Linked DNA regions of Sus scrofa: all the other regions are linked to region 3. Evidence: chromatin contacts called from public HiChIP or PLAC-seq data. All regions are on one chromosome and are shown on one strand. Each heading gives the region's core, a stretch centred on a gene start, on an enhancer-like site or on the middle of the called end of the contact. The rest is flanking DNA. Distances are from core to core; before and after follow the strand shown. Region 1 overlaps LOC102164422. Region 2 overlaps TGFB2 (transforming growth factor beta-2). Region 3 overlaps LOC102164422. Region 4 has its middle 130 kb from the start of TGFB2. Region 5 has its middle 160 kb from the start of TGFB2.

Evidence for each region. HiChIP or PLAC-seq counts read pairs in DNA pulled down with a chosen protein or histone mark.
Region 1: a contact with region 3 is called in an H3K27ac HiChIP or PLAC-seq map of skeletal muscle, with 6 times the contacts expected there. The contact joins two enhancer-like sites. A contact is called at or near these places in 2 of 47 Hi-C or Micro-C datasets (embryonic fibroblasts and fetal skeletal muscle) and 1 of 2 datasets of contacts at active chromatin or transcription factors (skeletal muscle).
Region 2: a contact with region 3 is called in an H3K27ac HiChIP or PLAC-seq map of skeletal muscle, with 5 times the contacts expected there. The contact joins two enhancer-like sites. A contact is called at or near these places in 1 of 47 Hi-C or Micro-C datasets (embryonic fibroblasts) and 1 of 2 datasets of contacts at active chromatin or transcription factors (skeletal muscle).
Region 4: an H3K27ac HiChIP or PLAC-seq map of skeletal muscle shows a contact between it and region 3. The contact joins two enhancer-like sites. A contact is called at or near these places in 1 of 47 Hi-C or Micro-C datasets (embryonic fibroblasts) and 1 of 2 datasets of contacts at active chromatin or transcription factors (skeletal muscle).
Region 5: an H3K27ac HiChIP or PLAC-seq map of skeletal muscle shows a contact between it and region 3. The contact joins two enhancer-like sites. A contact is called at or near these places in 3 of 47 Hi-C or Micro-C datasets (embryonic fibroblasts, retroperitoneal adipose tissue and subcutaneous adipose tissue) and 1 of 2 datasets of contacts at active chromatin or transcription factors (skeletal muscle).

Annotation. Positions count from the first base shown.
Region 1 is chr10:8,611,631-8,614,330 of Sscrofa11.1, reverse strand. LOC102164422 reads left to right here. Exons shown (of 11, transcript XR_002336182.1): 7 at 2,114-2,269. Among named protein-coding and RNA genes, the nearest start is that of TGFB2, 310 kb to the right of the region's middle. Within about 2 kb of position 1,445, at least 9 of the 83 cell types and tissues checked have an H3K27ac peak or open chromatin away from gene starts, as enhancers often do. A contact at or near this core is called in fetal skeletal muscle and skeletal muscle, where this site is marked.
Region 2 is chr10:8,405,446-8,408,145 of Sscrofa11.1, reverse strand. All of the region lies in intron 6 of TGFB2 (transforming growth factor beta-2), which reads right to left. Among named protein-coding and RNA genes, the nearest start is that of TGFB2, 100 kb to the right of the region's middle. Within about 2 kb of position 1,380, at least 42 of the 83 cell types and tissues checked have an H3K27ac peak or open chromatin away from gene starts, as enhancers often do. A contact at or near this core is called in skeletal muscle, where this site is marked.
Region 3 is chr10:8,868,149-8,870,848 of Sscrofa11.1, reverse strand. All of the region lies in intron 2 of LOC102164422, which reads left to right. Among named protein-coding and RNA genes, the nearest start is that of LYPLAL1, 77 kb to the left of the region's middle. Within about 2 kb of position 1,393, at least 15 of the 83 cell types and tissues checked have an H3K27ac peak or open chromatin away from gene starts, as enhancers often do. A contact at or near this core is called in fetal skeletal muscle and skeletal muscle, where this site is marked.
Region 4 is chr10:8,436,188-8,438,887 of Sscrofa11.1, reverse strand. No RefSeq gene overlaps it. Among named protein-coding and RNA genes, the nearest start is that of TGFB2, 130 kb to the right of the region's middle. Within about 2 kb of position 1,332, at least 31 of the 83 cell types and tissues checked have an H3K27ac peak or open chromatin away from gene starts, as enhancers often do. A contact at or near this core is called in skeletal muscle, where this site is marked.
Region 5 is chr10:8,462,541-8,465,240 of Sscrofa11.1, reverse strand. No RefSeq gene overlaps it. Among named protein-coding and RNA genes, the nearest start is that of TGFB2, 160 kb to the right of the region's middle. Within about 2 kb of position 1,285, at least 2 of the 83 cell types and tissues checked have an H3K27ac peak or open chromatin away from gene starts, as enhancers often do. A contact at or near this core is called in skeletal muscle, where this site is marked.

The sequences.
Region 1 (2,700 bases), core at 196-2,695, 260 kb after region 3:
AGCTTATTCCAGTGCTGCCACAACTCCGCCTCTAAAAGCCTCTGAGAAACTCCGGGACGCGCTGAGCATCTTGAAGAGGTTAGCAAGGTAGCTAGCGTGCTGTCAGCATGCGCGCTGGGCTGACAAGCAGAGCCGCGCGTCCTAATCCTGTCTGATTCACCCACTCAGCCAGCTGTGTGGCCGTGGACATGTGGTGAAAGACCTCCGAGTCTGTTACTTAAATGCAGGGCTATTTTAGCTCATGTGAAGTTAGGTGAGTCAAAGGAGATCGTCCAATATGTGTTCAATAAATGCAAACAGTTTAAAGAGATAACCTTTGAGTATATTACGTATAGCCTGAAACAATAGTTTAAAATCAAAAGGTGGATTTCCTCCTTAGCTAAAACATGTCTTTTTTTAATTTGAGTACAGTTGATTTATAGTGTTGTGTCAGTTTCTGCTGTACAGTATAGTGACCCAATCATTTATATCTATATCTGTATCTCTCCCTCTCTCTCTCTCTCTCTCTCTATATATATATATATACAGAGAGAGAGAGATAATTTTTTTTCTTTTTTGGTTACGTTTGTGGCATGTAGAAGTTCCTGGGCCAGGGATCAACCCACAACACAATAGTGACCCTGTACGATCCTTAACCAATAGGTCACCAGGGAACTCCTAAATTATATCTTTATTCTCTTTTATAGAGGTGATACACACGCTATTTTCATCTTTTAAAATATTTAATAAAGGGGGAATTTTCAGTTCTTACAAGTTGAAGGTTGGAACGAGAATGTCGCAGGTCATGGAAAATGGAAGATTTGGAAATCGCAGGTATTATATAAAAGAGTAGCAGAGGCTACTAGTGATCCTCAGCCTCTCTTGTCTTAGGACGATGCTCTGGCCAGGAGAATATTAGTTGAATTGATGTGTGCTCTTTCAAGCCATCAAACCCTCCGTGCACTTTTCTTATCTTCTTTTTTTAAATTTTATTTTGTTGAAGTATAGTCGATTTACAGTGTTGTCTTAGCTTCTGGTGTGCAACAAAGTGATTTAGTTACACATATATAAAAGTATGCATCTGCTAACCCCAAGCCCCAGTCCATCCTTTCTCCCCCTTGGCAACCACAAGTCTGTTCTCTATGTCTGTGAGTCTGTTTCTGTTTCATAGATAGGTTTAGTTGTGTCATATTTTAGATTCTACATGGAGCATATTTTCAGGAATGAGTTTGACACATGGGAGACAGACACTCAGCACTAACTCTTGCTGATATAGTGAATCTATATATTTTATTATAAAATACCAAGTTGTTCTAAACAAAAGGGGCAGGATATTGCTGCTGGGTTAAAGAGTAACTTAACACGACTGTTTTTTAAGTGTTTTCAAAGTAGCAGCACTTTAATTCAATCCCTACAATATTTTCTTTTTCAGAGGGCAGGAGTGAGTGCATCTCCTTTTCGGATAACTGAGGGTCAAAGATAGAGTCAGAAGCTAAATCAAGATCTTCCCCAGGCCCAAGTGTAGACCATTGCCTGAGTTCTTTCCTAATGCTTTTTCCTTTGGAAAATCTTAAGCCAAAGGACCTTTTCATAGAAACTTATTAGAATTCTCTTCGTGGTTAGGGGAATCTAGCAATGAAAGCTGTGTTGTCCTGGTTTCCGAAGGCTCTGGGAGAGGAGTTATTCTGTGGACAAAATGCATGCAGCTGTCAGAGGAGTGTGCTGGGGAACAGGCCAACAATTTTACAGTTCAAGACCAGATGTGATTGAACGTGTCGACAAAGTGCAGGATCACAGGGTCAACTGCCGATTTTCCAGATCAATTTTTAAACTGTCTCTGCTGATTAGGGCAATGGAAATATCCATACATTTCATGGGGAAGGGAATGATCAGGGAACAGAAGCTAACATAATTCATCCCAGCTTAGAAAAATTGTCCATGAGGTATTCTGCTTGATTCATCTCTCTCTTTTTTTTTTCCCCTTCTGCATATTTGAAAACATTTTGGAGGGGAACTGTGGGAAATCATCTTCCCCAGAACACTGGCAGACCTTTCTTAATTCCATTAATGGAAGCTTGGTGCCAGGTCAAAATGCTTTGTTAAATATTATCCTAACGGGTGCCTTTATTTCCAGCATTCCATTGGCACGGCGTTTAGAACCTGAGTCTCTGCAAACATGATTAAAGGAAAGGAGTTACTAGTTTTTCCTCTCTTCTGGCTGTTATCTGGGAAGCTCTGAACTCAGAGGAGTTGCCGAGTGGGGGTGTCTTGCATGAAAGAAGATGGGAAGGTAAGTTTCAGCTTCTTTTTTTTTTCCCCCAGCATTATTGCAAAGAGCTCTGGTTCTGGATAGTTTCCCATTCTCATTCTTTTCAAAATGAGGAATCCTGAAAGTCAGCCTATAGTATAAGATTACTCAAATTCCAGTCTTCTTTCCAGAAAATTGACAGGATGTACTTTGCATTGCTAAGTAGGCATAAGCTGTTGCTTCCTCGAAACCTTGAATACACATCGCTGTTTCCGTACCATCCAGTAATCTCACATGGTTTTCATCTCTGTTGTGGGCACCTAGGGGAAAGTGGTACCAAAAAACTGGATTTACTCGTCCTGGAAAGACTGGATGAGACCCAAACTGGCTCCCAGGGAGAAGAAGCAAACACATTAAATGTGAATTCCTTCTATTTCTTTTATGAAAGAAGGTTTCCTAGGGGGAACAGGAAG
Region 2 (2,700 bases), core at 131-2,630, 460 kb after region 3:
CACAGCAATGCGGGATCTGAGCCACGTCTGTGACCTACACCACAGCTCACGGCAACGCCAGATCCTGATCCCACTGAATGAGGCCAGGGATGGAATTTGATCCTCATGGATACGAGTCGAGTTCATAACCCACCACAACGGGAACTCCCTCATTCATTTATTTTCCATCTCAACTCTTTGACTCTTTCCAAAAAGTACAGGTTCCCAGTTGAATTCATTAGCAATGTAGTTTGGGGGCCATATAAAACAGGGTAAACCATAAGACACTCAGGGCCCCGAATCCTGACTTCATTACTTATTGATCGAGTGATTTCAGGGGAAAATTCCTTCATCTCCCTGCATTTAGGATGGTACAATTAAAATTGAAGGTAATAATGCCTACTTTGTCAAAATTATTGTGAAGATTAAACAAGTTATATCCAAAACAAGTTATATACAGTTAAGGCTGTAGGTGATTAATACATTCGTTTTATTTTTCAACAAAACCAGTGGTGGAATATAAAATGCTGAGTTCCTTGTAGACTCTGAAGGAACAGAACAAGGATTTATCTAGGCATATAGTCGACCTACTGATATTAAACATCTTTTGTGTGCTTTGAACTGTGCTGGACACAGCACAGAGTAATGTAGGACCATTGCTTTTAGCATAGCGGTAGCAGAGATAGAAATTTATACCACCAGTTGGGGAAAAGCCAAAACAGGGGGAATATAAGGGGAACCCTGGAAACCCTGGACAGGACATTCTGAGCTCAGCCCAGAAGGGGTCACTGAGTGGTTAATCAGGCACTCAAATAGGGCATCTTTCTGACCACTAAGCCCTGCTCCACAGCCTCCCAGCACATCCAGCCAAGCTCCCAGCCAATCCATTGCCTCTCCTGGCCATATCCTAGGTAACCAACAGACAGCCACGGAAACGGAGCATACACAGTGGAAGGAAACCAGAACAAATAACCTCTGGCATTTCCACTCATTTCAGGACAGTACATCTGAATTGTTAATAAACAGAGAACAGAACTGCTGCAAGGAACAGAGCAGACCGGAGGGTCCCGCCTGAGGGGCTGGGGCAAGGGTTTGGTAACAGGGTGAGACAATGGGAACACTGGCGTCCTGGGCAGGCTGTGAGGGGTCATTGCCGGGCCCCTGGGGCATCAGAAGGCAGCCTCTTGCAGGCTTTGCCTTGGGTCAGGGGACAAAGAAGGCTTGAAAAGTGAAAAAAGAGATCGCTGGGGTAGTGGTGCACAGGAACAGGCAGTGTCCAAAGCATTTGCCCCTCCTGTTTTCTGTTGGCACTAGAAATGCCAGCCTAAAATGTTACCGTAACTTAATGAGTCTCTTTTAGGAAGCAGTGCAGAGTGAGTCATCTCAAAACTATGCACGAGGCTGAACACCCTGCTCGGATTCTGTGAAGCTTCTCGACTGGCTCTTGCTGGGTCTGGTTTGGAATCCCATTTCTGTGGCGAGGAAGGATCTGAGCCACGTACAGACAAGGTCACCTTGGCTGCCAAGGGCTCAGCGAACTCCTTTTATTCCCGTCCATCCCCAGGGGAATTTCGGGAGAAGGGGAGTTCGCCAGAAACCTGGATGACACGGGTCCACTTTTCAAAAGAAATAAAACGTGTTCAGAACAAGAGACCGCGCAGATGACAGGGACAGATGAAAGGGAAACAGATGGTTGGCTCAGAGCGAGGGGGCTTGGGACAACTGGACCAAATCTCCCGCCTCCCCTCTCCTCTGGGGTCAGTGCTGCTGCTGCTCTCGCCAAGCTGAAAATTTGGCCACCTGCCTAAGGACACTCCAGAGATGTCCCTTAAGGCTTCGTCCCCTCGCCTCGTGGCTCTTTGGAAAGGCAGCAGCCAAAACCAAGGCCCACACCAGACGGCAACCCTAGCAAAACTGTTGCACGACCATATCACATAAAGACCTGAGTTTATGTTTTATCCCCACCAAATTCCATGGGGTAGGCTGTGCCAACTAGCTAGCCCTGGGGTGTTAATATTGTTGAATGATTTTGCCTTTTGAATAAAAATTCTTTCATAGTCATATGTCTTTACTACATGAAGATTATAAGGCAAAAGAATAACTCAGAGAAATAAGAACTATGATCCCACCCTTTGGACCTAAGAACTGTTAGCATTTGGCTGCATTTCTCTGCTGAACTGATCTGGAGACAGCTGCCTGCTTTTCTCTCAGCTCTTCCACTTGAAACCTATGTGACTTTTTGAAAATTGAAGGATAGATGTTCCCGTTGCTGCTCAGCGGAAATGAACCTGACTAGTATCCTTGAGGATGTGGGTTCAATCCCTGGCCTCGCTCAGTGGATAAGGGATCCGGCATTGCCATCAGCTGTGGTGTAGGTCACAGAAGGTTGCAGACACAGCTCGGATCCCGAGTTGCTGTGGCTGTGGTCAAGGCCAGCAGCTGCAACTCCAATTCAGTCCCTAGCCTGGGAACCTTCATATGCTGCAGGAACAGCCCTAAAAGGCAAAAAATAATAATAATAAAATAAAATAAAATTGAACTATATTGTTGCTGTACAATATTACAAGTTACAGGTGTACAATATACAGAGTCACAATTTCTAAAGTTTCTACTCCATTTATCGTTATTATAAAATACCAAACATATTCCTTGGGTTGTACAATGTATCCTTGCAGCTTATTTCATACCTAAGAGTTTGTACCCCTCACTCCCCTACCCCCT
Region 3 (2,700 bases), core at 144-2,643:
GCCTGGAGAAGAGAGAAGGGAGCAGAAATAAGGACGAACACATTTCCTTACAATTTTGCTGAGGATCCGGCTCTAACTTTTCTTTGACCATAAATGAGATGTGCTAGTCGACGCTGTGTATACACGATGCTTCCCTGCCACACTTACAGTACAGGGTAGAGGAGGGTGATGATGCTCGCTTGGTACCTTTCAAAATTTATTTGGCGAGAGAGAGTTAAAAGATGTAATAATATATTTAGCTTGTGGAGAAAAACTTTTTCTTAAAGGTGCAGAGAGAGCCATCTTCTCCATCTCATTGTCTCGTTTCAGATTAATAAAGGAGCATGTGTACAGCAAGCGATTGCATCTGTAATCTGACCTACTAAGGAAAGTCACTGGGTTCTTTAAGACAACTGTATCTAAAGTATCACAGTTGAAAACAAAGCCACCTCCCCCCCAGGGGAAAAAAAACCATCTGTTGATTAACGATTTCTAAATCATTAGGTTGTGTCTGTTCCATAAGAGTGCTTCTGACCCTGTACTTGCTAGATTAATCTGTATCCCTGTGTTGTTAAAATCACCACTTCAATCCAGTGCATAAGAGAGTCAAGCTGGGAGTCAGTTTCGTGAAAATAATACAGCTTCTGTATTATTTTAAAAATCATACTTTTAAAACCAAATACATTCCAAAGAGATAATTGTGTCTGTAATAAGTACTCTAAAAAACATAGGGAATGGTGTTAGTAAGTAAAATCCTGCCTTAAATAAATGGTATTATTGAGGGGGAAAAACCCCTGTCTCCAATCAGAACTTTTTTTTTTGTCTTTTTGCCATTTCTTGGGCCACTCCCGCAGCATATGGAGGTTCCCAGGCAAGGGATCTAATCGGAGCTGTAGCCACCGGCATATGCCAGAGCCACAGCAACATGGGATCCGAGCCACGTCTGCAACCTACACCACAGCTCACAGCAATGCTGGATCCTTAACCCACTGAGCAAGGCCAGGGATCGAACCCGCAACCTCACGGTTCCTAGTTGGATTCGTTAACCACCACTGAGCCACGATGGGAACTCCAGAACTTTTTTTTTTTTTTTTGGTAAGGAAAATGGCAGGACTATACTGGTTTCATGAAAGAGATGGAGAAATCCGGGCGGAAAGGGAAGGTTCTATAGAACTGACCCCGTACAGCAGGGGGAATCACGAAGGTCTCCCTGGACTCCTCTTGTTGGATAACGCCCCACTGGCAAGTACACTTAGCCAAAGTGCACAGATTATTAGCCAGTTTTGTTTTTTTTAAAATGAACTTTGGCACTGGGTGAAATTCATGGGAAAGACAGGCCAGCTTTACTCATGTGGCTGGGTGGACTGGCCCAGCTCACAGCTGCCAAGCGTTTCTGTTCAGATTGTTGGCCATCTAGCTCGAGAGCCCCTGGAAGGGAACCTGTGTCATCTCCGTGTCCTGTCCCGGGCCTGGCACCCCTTTGGCGCTCTCGAAATCTGTGAATAATGTCTGCCTACACAGCTGAGAGAAATGCGTCATCTTCTCAATTGGGACATGTCATCGCTTCCGTGCCCTCCGTACGGTGCATGCCGGCCATGGGGGGCTTAAATGAAAGTGCACTTGTGCTTGTCAAAATGTCCCCAAAAAGAGACGTGGGGTTTGGAGGCAACCCCCTCTCCACCTCTCACAAGAGCAGCTCAGAGACAAGAGTGCTACAGTTCTGTGTTGAACTTGAATTTGCAGTCGGTTCCAAGGCACAATAATGCCTTCTCTTGGTTGTTTTTTTCTTTTCACATTACAGTACTTCATTATTGCCACAGGGGGAACTGTTGGCTTAATTTTGCTTTAGAGACACTGCTGCTGAAATTATTAAACTAATGATTTATGCCCCCAGTGATACAGCAATCTCTTGTGCTTAAAATGGTTACTATGTTTTGTTTACTGTTTATAACTACCAGTGGTTATGCCACGAAAAGCCCCTGCCAGCTTGCAGGGTTTATTTATCCCTGTGGATCTTTAGAAACCACTGATTAATATAGAAAAAATTTGAATGGTTTATATTTTTAAAAATCCCATAAGCTATGAATTAAACCACTGTGCTGTGCTCTATAGGAGGAAAATTTCAGTGAGAATAAACAATGGATGTCAAAACCTCCTGCCTCTCGTATTTGCTTCTGGTTGTATCAAAGTGGAAAGTAGGAGTGCTTTTCAGGAATACCGTACTGTGACTCCATCAGCTTTGGCCTCTGAGATCACCAGCATTTCCCCTTGGGTGCCGCACATTTTACCATATTAAGGAACCAATTTGCTGAGAGAAATGTTGCACATGTTTAAAGGCCGTTAAGTTTGATGGCTGGCAGAACGCTCCCATTTAGCCCCAAGGCCGGACCTTGGTGAAAGAAGGCTTTACTACCAGCCTGCATTTTTGTTTTGTTTTGTTTTGAAGTTTGCTTTTTGTCACCAAAGGATGACACAAGGCAGATGAACCTTGGGGCAGGGAGGGCTGTGATTTGTGAGTGTTGATTTGTTTAAAATGGCAAAACGGTTCTTACACAAATGTGTAAGTCTTGACCCTGTTGCCTGTCCAAGAGAAAGAGAGAAAACATCGCTGTCGGTTTGGGCAGTTTCAGCCCAATCCTCCACCTTCAGTCTTAGGCATCACTTGCGGGTACTTCCATTGCACCTGTCTGCGGGCTCCTGAATGAGCTCCATCAGTCCATC
Region 4 (2,700 bases), core at 83-2,582, 430 kb after region 3:
AGTCCCTGCCTTTGAGTATTCTGATCAGCTACCCTGACGAGCTGATTAAAAGGAAAGATACTCACCATGCACACGTAGATATGCATACCCACTCATGCCCATGTGTACTCACACTCACATACATGCATATGTTCACACACATATCCACACACACACACATGCGCGCACACATGCACAGCCCCACACAGAGCAGACCAAGGCTGCCCTTCTCTTCCTCCTCCTCCCCCTCCTCGACCTCACAGAGGTCCTTGGACTCTTCCTTACAGAAAAGGTGCTTAAGGCTTCTGCGAAGATGGAGGTCCCATCAGCTGCGTATCTGCGGCACCAGGATGCTGGTTCGATCCCAGCCCCTGGCACAGAAGGTTAAAAGACCTGGCATTGCTGCAGCTGTGGTACAGATCTGATCCCTGGCCTGGGAACTCCACAGGCTGTAGGGTGGCCAAAAACTTTTTTAAAGAAGGGGGGAAAAACGTTTCTGCAAAGAGCAGAGGGCTAAAAATAGTGGGCAATGAGGTTCTTGCGCAGGGCTTTTGAAATGATCGGTTAAGTTATCTTATGAGGACCTCCTAAAAACACTTCTTAATCTAAGGAGGTTGTTTGCTTGGTTGGTTTGGTTAAAAGTCAAAAGAATAAAGACAGAGACCTGACCTTCTATTTCAGGCTTAAAAAAAAAAAAAAATCCCATCTTATTCTGTGGAATTTCCCCCCCCCCCCATCTTTTTGATCCAAACAGAACGGACTCTTTTTGTTACACGTGATGTCAGAGACGGGGAGAAGATCATCCCGAGAGAGCTTCTATTTGAAGTGGTTCAATTAAAAGATGAGTCGCAGTCTCAATACTCTTTTCCAGGTTCTGAGACATTTTCCACCTTTTTTTTTTTTTCTTTCCCACAGCCAACACAAGGAAAACGGACGGCGGGTCAGGTAATGTAAGCAACAGACTGCGAGATGACGGCCAAAAATGTAACCACCCAATTGGCTCCAAAGGAAAATATTCATTTAAGTGACACATGTTAATAGTATTGAATTCAAAACATTTGTTTGGACATCCAGATGTTGGAAAGTGCCATATCCTGATTAGCTGAAATATTCTCGGTTCTTTCAGATCTTCCTTCCTTCTTTTGATTACAAGTCAAGTTTCGGGGAAATTCTTTCCCACTACTGTCCACTGATCACATCGCTCAAGCATTTAAAAATCTCTCTTGTTTCCTATAAGAAGAAGTGGAAAGCACAACCACAAATATTTGTGTAAATGTCACCGTGTATTATTGGAAGCTTTGTTCAGGCAGCTGGAGGCTTCACAGGCAGCAAGTTCCCCTAGAGCTGAACTGCTCTCAGTCTCTTCCTACGTGAGCCACGGAGCCCGCACCCCAGACACACCCACACACACTCAGGCTCTCTCTGTCTCACTTTCCCTAAAGAGGGAATGATTTCCACTTCTTGTTGCCTCTCTCTGCAATCTTTAGATAGAGGGTATCTGCTCATTACCAGTGGTTTAAAGTCAAGGGGAAGAGGCCAGGCCAGAGAGTTCTCTTCCACAGAAAGCAGGGGGGGTGAAAAAAAAAACAAAAAACCCACAGAAGGAAGAGGACCCGTTCAGCATCCAAGCCTGTCATTCACCGAAAAGGAAGACCCGCGCGTGAGGCGCTAAGATTCAAAGTTAACTCTTTCCTGGAAGGCTCGGAAGCGGAGGCCCGGAGTTTCATTTTTACAGAATTAGATCATAAATGGGACCCAGCTCGCTGTTCAGTCATTTGTCACCAAATAGCAAGAATGTGGTGTCCTAACACGGAAAGAATGTCATGCCCTAAACGTTTATTTCTGGCCGCGTCTTTCCCAGCCTTGCGATCAAAACTTGGGCTGATAGATAAGCATGGGTCGCAGACCCCTTCCGCTCCCCACCCCTCACCTCCCCGAAAGACTGCACCCTGCCCGCCCAGCCTGGCACATCCAACCCCCCATATTTTAGCCTGGCTGGGGCTGCTGTGATCTTTGACCTCGGGTATGTTTATACAGTCTCCCTTGCACTTTCTCACACCCACCCCTCCCTCCCCTAGAATCAAGAAGCCTCTGCTGGCTTCCTTTGTCGTGTGATGTTTCTATGAAACAGACTCGATCTTTTACTAACTGAGGGAACCTTGGCCATTTCTCCAAGCCTGTCACTGCTCATGGCTGTTTCTCGTGGGAGGCACCTGTGCGAGGGAAGAGGGAGCCCCTGGATTCTCCAGCCTGCAGGTGCCGGCCCTGATTATCCCTGTAGTATTATGGAGCGAAGGTTCCAGCAAATCCTGAGAAGGGGCAGCCAGCGGGGGGGGGGGGGGGGGGGGTGTCAGAGGAGCATGAAACAGTGATGTCAGAGCACCCAGTTGGGGAGCGTTTGGAGAAACAGTGAAACCAACTGAGTCACATGCAGCTGCGTCTCACCTGGAAGAGGTCTGAAAGGGGACCATCAGTCTGGGTCACGAGCATCGTCTTGGTGAGTTTGGCAAGAGCATCTTTAGAAAAAGAAGAAAACCTGATCGGAGAGCCTCGAAGATCAAGTGAAGGAAAGAAAGAAGGTCATGAGTGGAAAAACTCAAAAACCAGGAATTTTGCTCTAAAGAAAGGAACTAGAGCAGGGTAGGCAGCAGGAAACCCTAGCATAAAGGAATGATGTTGGTTTTATTTTTTAAGTAGGATGACATAACACAGTATGTTTTC
Region 5 (2,700 bases), core at 36-2,535, 410 kb after region 3:
TATACAAAGGCGGGAATGGATTGTCCCAGAAAGTGAGATCCCGCTGCTAAAGGAGTCTGAGCATAAATAACATTACCAGGAAGTCATAGAAAGAAGGGCTTTCAGTACTGGGTTAACGGGATAACTCTGAATGTCTCTTCAAACTTGATGATTCTTTGCTTCTGTGAACATGAGCTCAAAGTAATTTCTTTAAAATAAATATTACTACCCATTTATTTATTATCTTTTTTTTTTAATGGTCACACCCACAGCATATGAAAGTTCCTGGGCCAGGGATTGAATCCACCCTGCAGCCGTGACCTATGCTGTAGCTGTCACAGTGTTGGATCCTTTGACCCAGTGCACTGGACTAGGGATCGAACCTGTGCCTCAGAGATGACCTGAGCTGCTGCCGTCAGCTTCTTAATCCACTGTGCCACAGTGGGAACTCCTCCACTTAGTTAATATCAATTACCAAGAAAATGACAATGGAAGTGACTTTTTTTTTTTAAGTGCCATTTTAATTTTTATCTTTTGGCCACACGTGGCATGTGGAATTTCCCAGGCCAGGGATCAAACCCGTGCCACAAGTCTCCAGAGCCGCAGCAGTGACAAAGCTGGATACCTAACCTACTGAGCCACCAGGGAACTCCTAAAATTGCCATTTCTATAGCATCTAATGAAAAGATGTTACAGCGGGTTGGGTTTGGGTTTTTTTTTTTTTTTCTTTACTCTTCTAATTACAAAAACTTAAACTCAATTTTATTTAGATTTTTATCTACTTAACCTCAAATATGTTTATATTATACTATAAACAAGATTACCGAGGGTGCTAAACTTTAAATCATTAAACTGCAGGAACAGTTCAATAAGAGTCTAACAGCAATGAAAAGGGTTGTTTAGGTAACAGATCTGCTAGAATCTGGGAACCCTCTGTTGACATTTGGCTTAAGTAACACCGTCCCTTAAAAGTAATAGAACCGACGAATGAGGACATTTAATGAAAACTAGCTAATCTATAGATCGTTTCCCTGAATCAGGTGTGCCCCCCATGCTGAGTACCAGGTTTCTAGTTGTGGAGGCTGGGCTGAGTTGGAAATCTACAGGCAAGAAGATGAAAATCAGGAAACACTGTCATCCTGTATTCACTGGGTTCCCTCTCCTTTCTGCTTCTGGTTCACAGGGTAAAGGAACAATTGTACCCCTTCCAATCGCTTCCAAGTTCATGGAACACATCTTATGCCAGCCCAGAGGGGTATCACTCCATGGAGGCAGCCCTCTTGGCCGCATTCAGCTGGAGAAATCAGCCTTCAACTTTGGTTTATAAGAGCAGGCATCACATTTGAGCACGGGGATTCTGAATCAATTAGTCAGATCTAAAGCTCTAATTCATCATAATACGCTAATAAACAAGGCATGCTGTGGTATATGCATCAACGCCCAACTCTTTCCAATATTCCACTCCGGTTTTTTTCTGTGTGTGTGCGCATGTGTGTTTTTAAGCCCAGCTTGGTAAGTGATACCAGCCTACGTTGTGTTATACGATCTTGCTGATACTGCAGATAAAATATAGCTGCTATTTATTTGGGTAATTTAATATGGTAGAAAGACTTTGAGAAAATTACCCTGTTCACATGCTATTTCAGGGTAACAGTGACCCACCCTGATCCAGAGAAATCAAGTTAAACTGGGCCCGGTGTTTTCCATTCTGTTTTGTAGCAACGTGTTTCTGGGCTATGTTTAACCCCAAGGAAGCTGACAGCGCTGACCAGGTCAGGGAAGAAAGCCCGCAAATGGACAGGGATGTAAAATAGGACCCACTTCTAGCATCAGTGCCGTGTGTATTTTTGTCATTTATGGTTTTCCTACTCCCGTTGCCAATTTAGGGAACTAATAGCTTCTCTTAGGAATGCTTTCTTTCTAAAATTATGTGGGCTGGGGGAAGGGTGGGAGTGGTGAGACTTTATCTGAGCTTCTTCACTTGTCTTATGATGGAGGTGCTTCCAACCACTGTCACGAAATTCCAGGTGGAGTTCCCGTTGTGGCGCAGCAGAAATGAATCTGACTAGCATCCATGAGGACGTAAGTTCGATCCCTGGCCTCACTCAGTGGGTAAAGGATCCAGCGTTGCCGTGAGCTATGGTGTACATACTAGATGCGGCTTGGATCCCGTGTTGCTATGGCTGTGGCGTAGGCTGGCAGCCACAGCTCCGGTTTGACCCCTAGCCTGGAAACCTCCATGTGCTGCGGGTGCAGCCCTCAAAAGACAGACAGACAGAAGAAAGGAAGGAAGGAAGGAAGGAAGGAAGGGAAAGAGAATGAAAGGAAAGAAAGAAAGAAAGAAAGAAAGAAAGAAAGAAAGAAAGAAAGAAAGAAAGAAAGAAAGAAAGGAAGGAAGGAAGGAAGGAAGGAAGGAAGGAAGGAAGGAAGGAAGGAAGGAAGGAAGGAAGGAAGGAAGGAAGAGAGAGAGAAATTCCAGGTGGTAGAAGAATTTAGATGCATCCTAAGAGCTTTTCTGCCTTGTCTAGCAGAGTCTAATGAACTAAGTGTTTGGGAGTAAAAAAAATGGCAAAGAGATAGGCAAACAGGGCTAGCTGAACTTTTCCCAAATGCTGCACTTGCGCACTTTCATGCCTCTGTAAATGCAATTCTCTTTGCCAGGAATGTCAGTCAAAACCTTTGGGGAGAGAGTTGCGGATCTCCACTGGTTCTAATCTACAT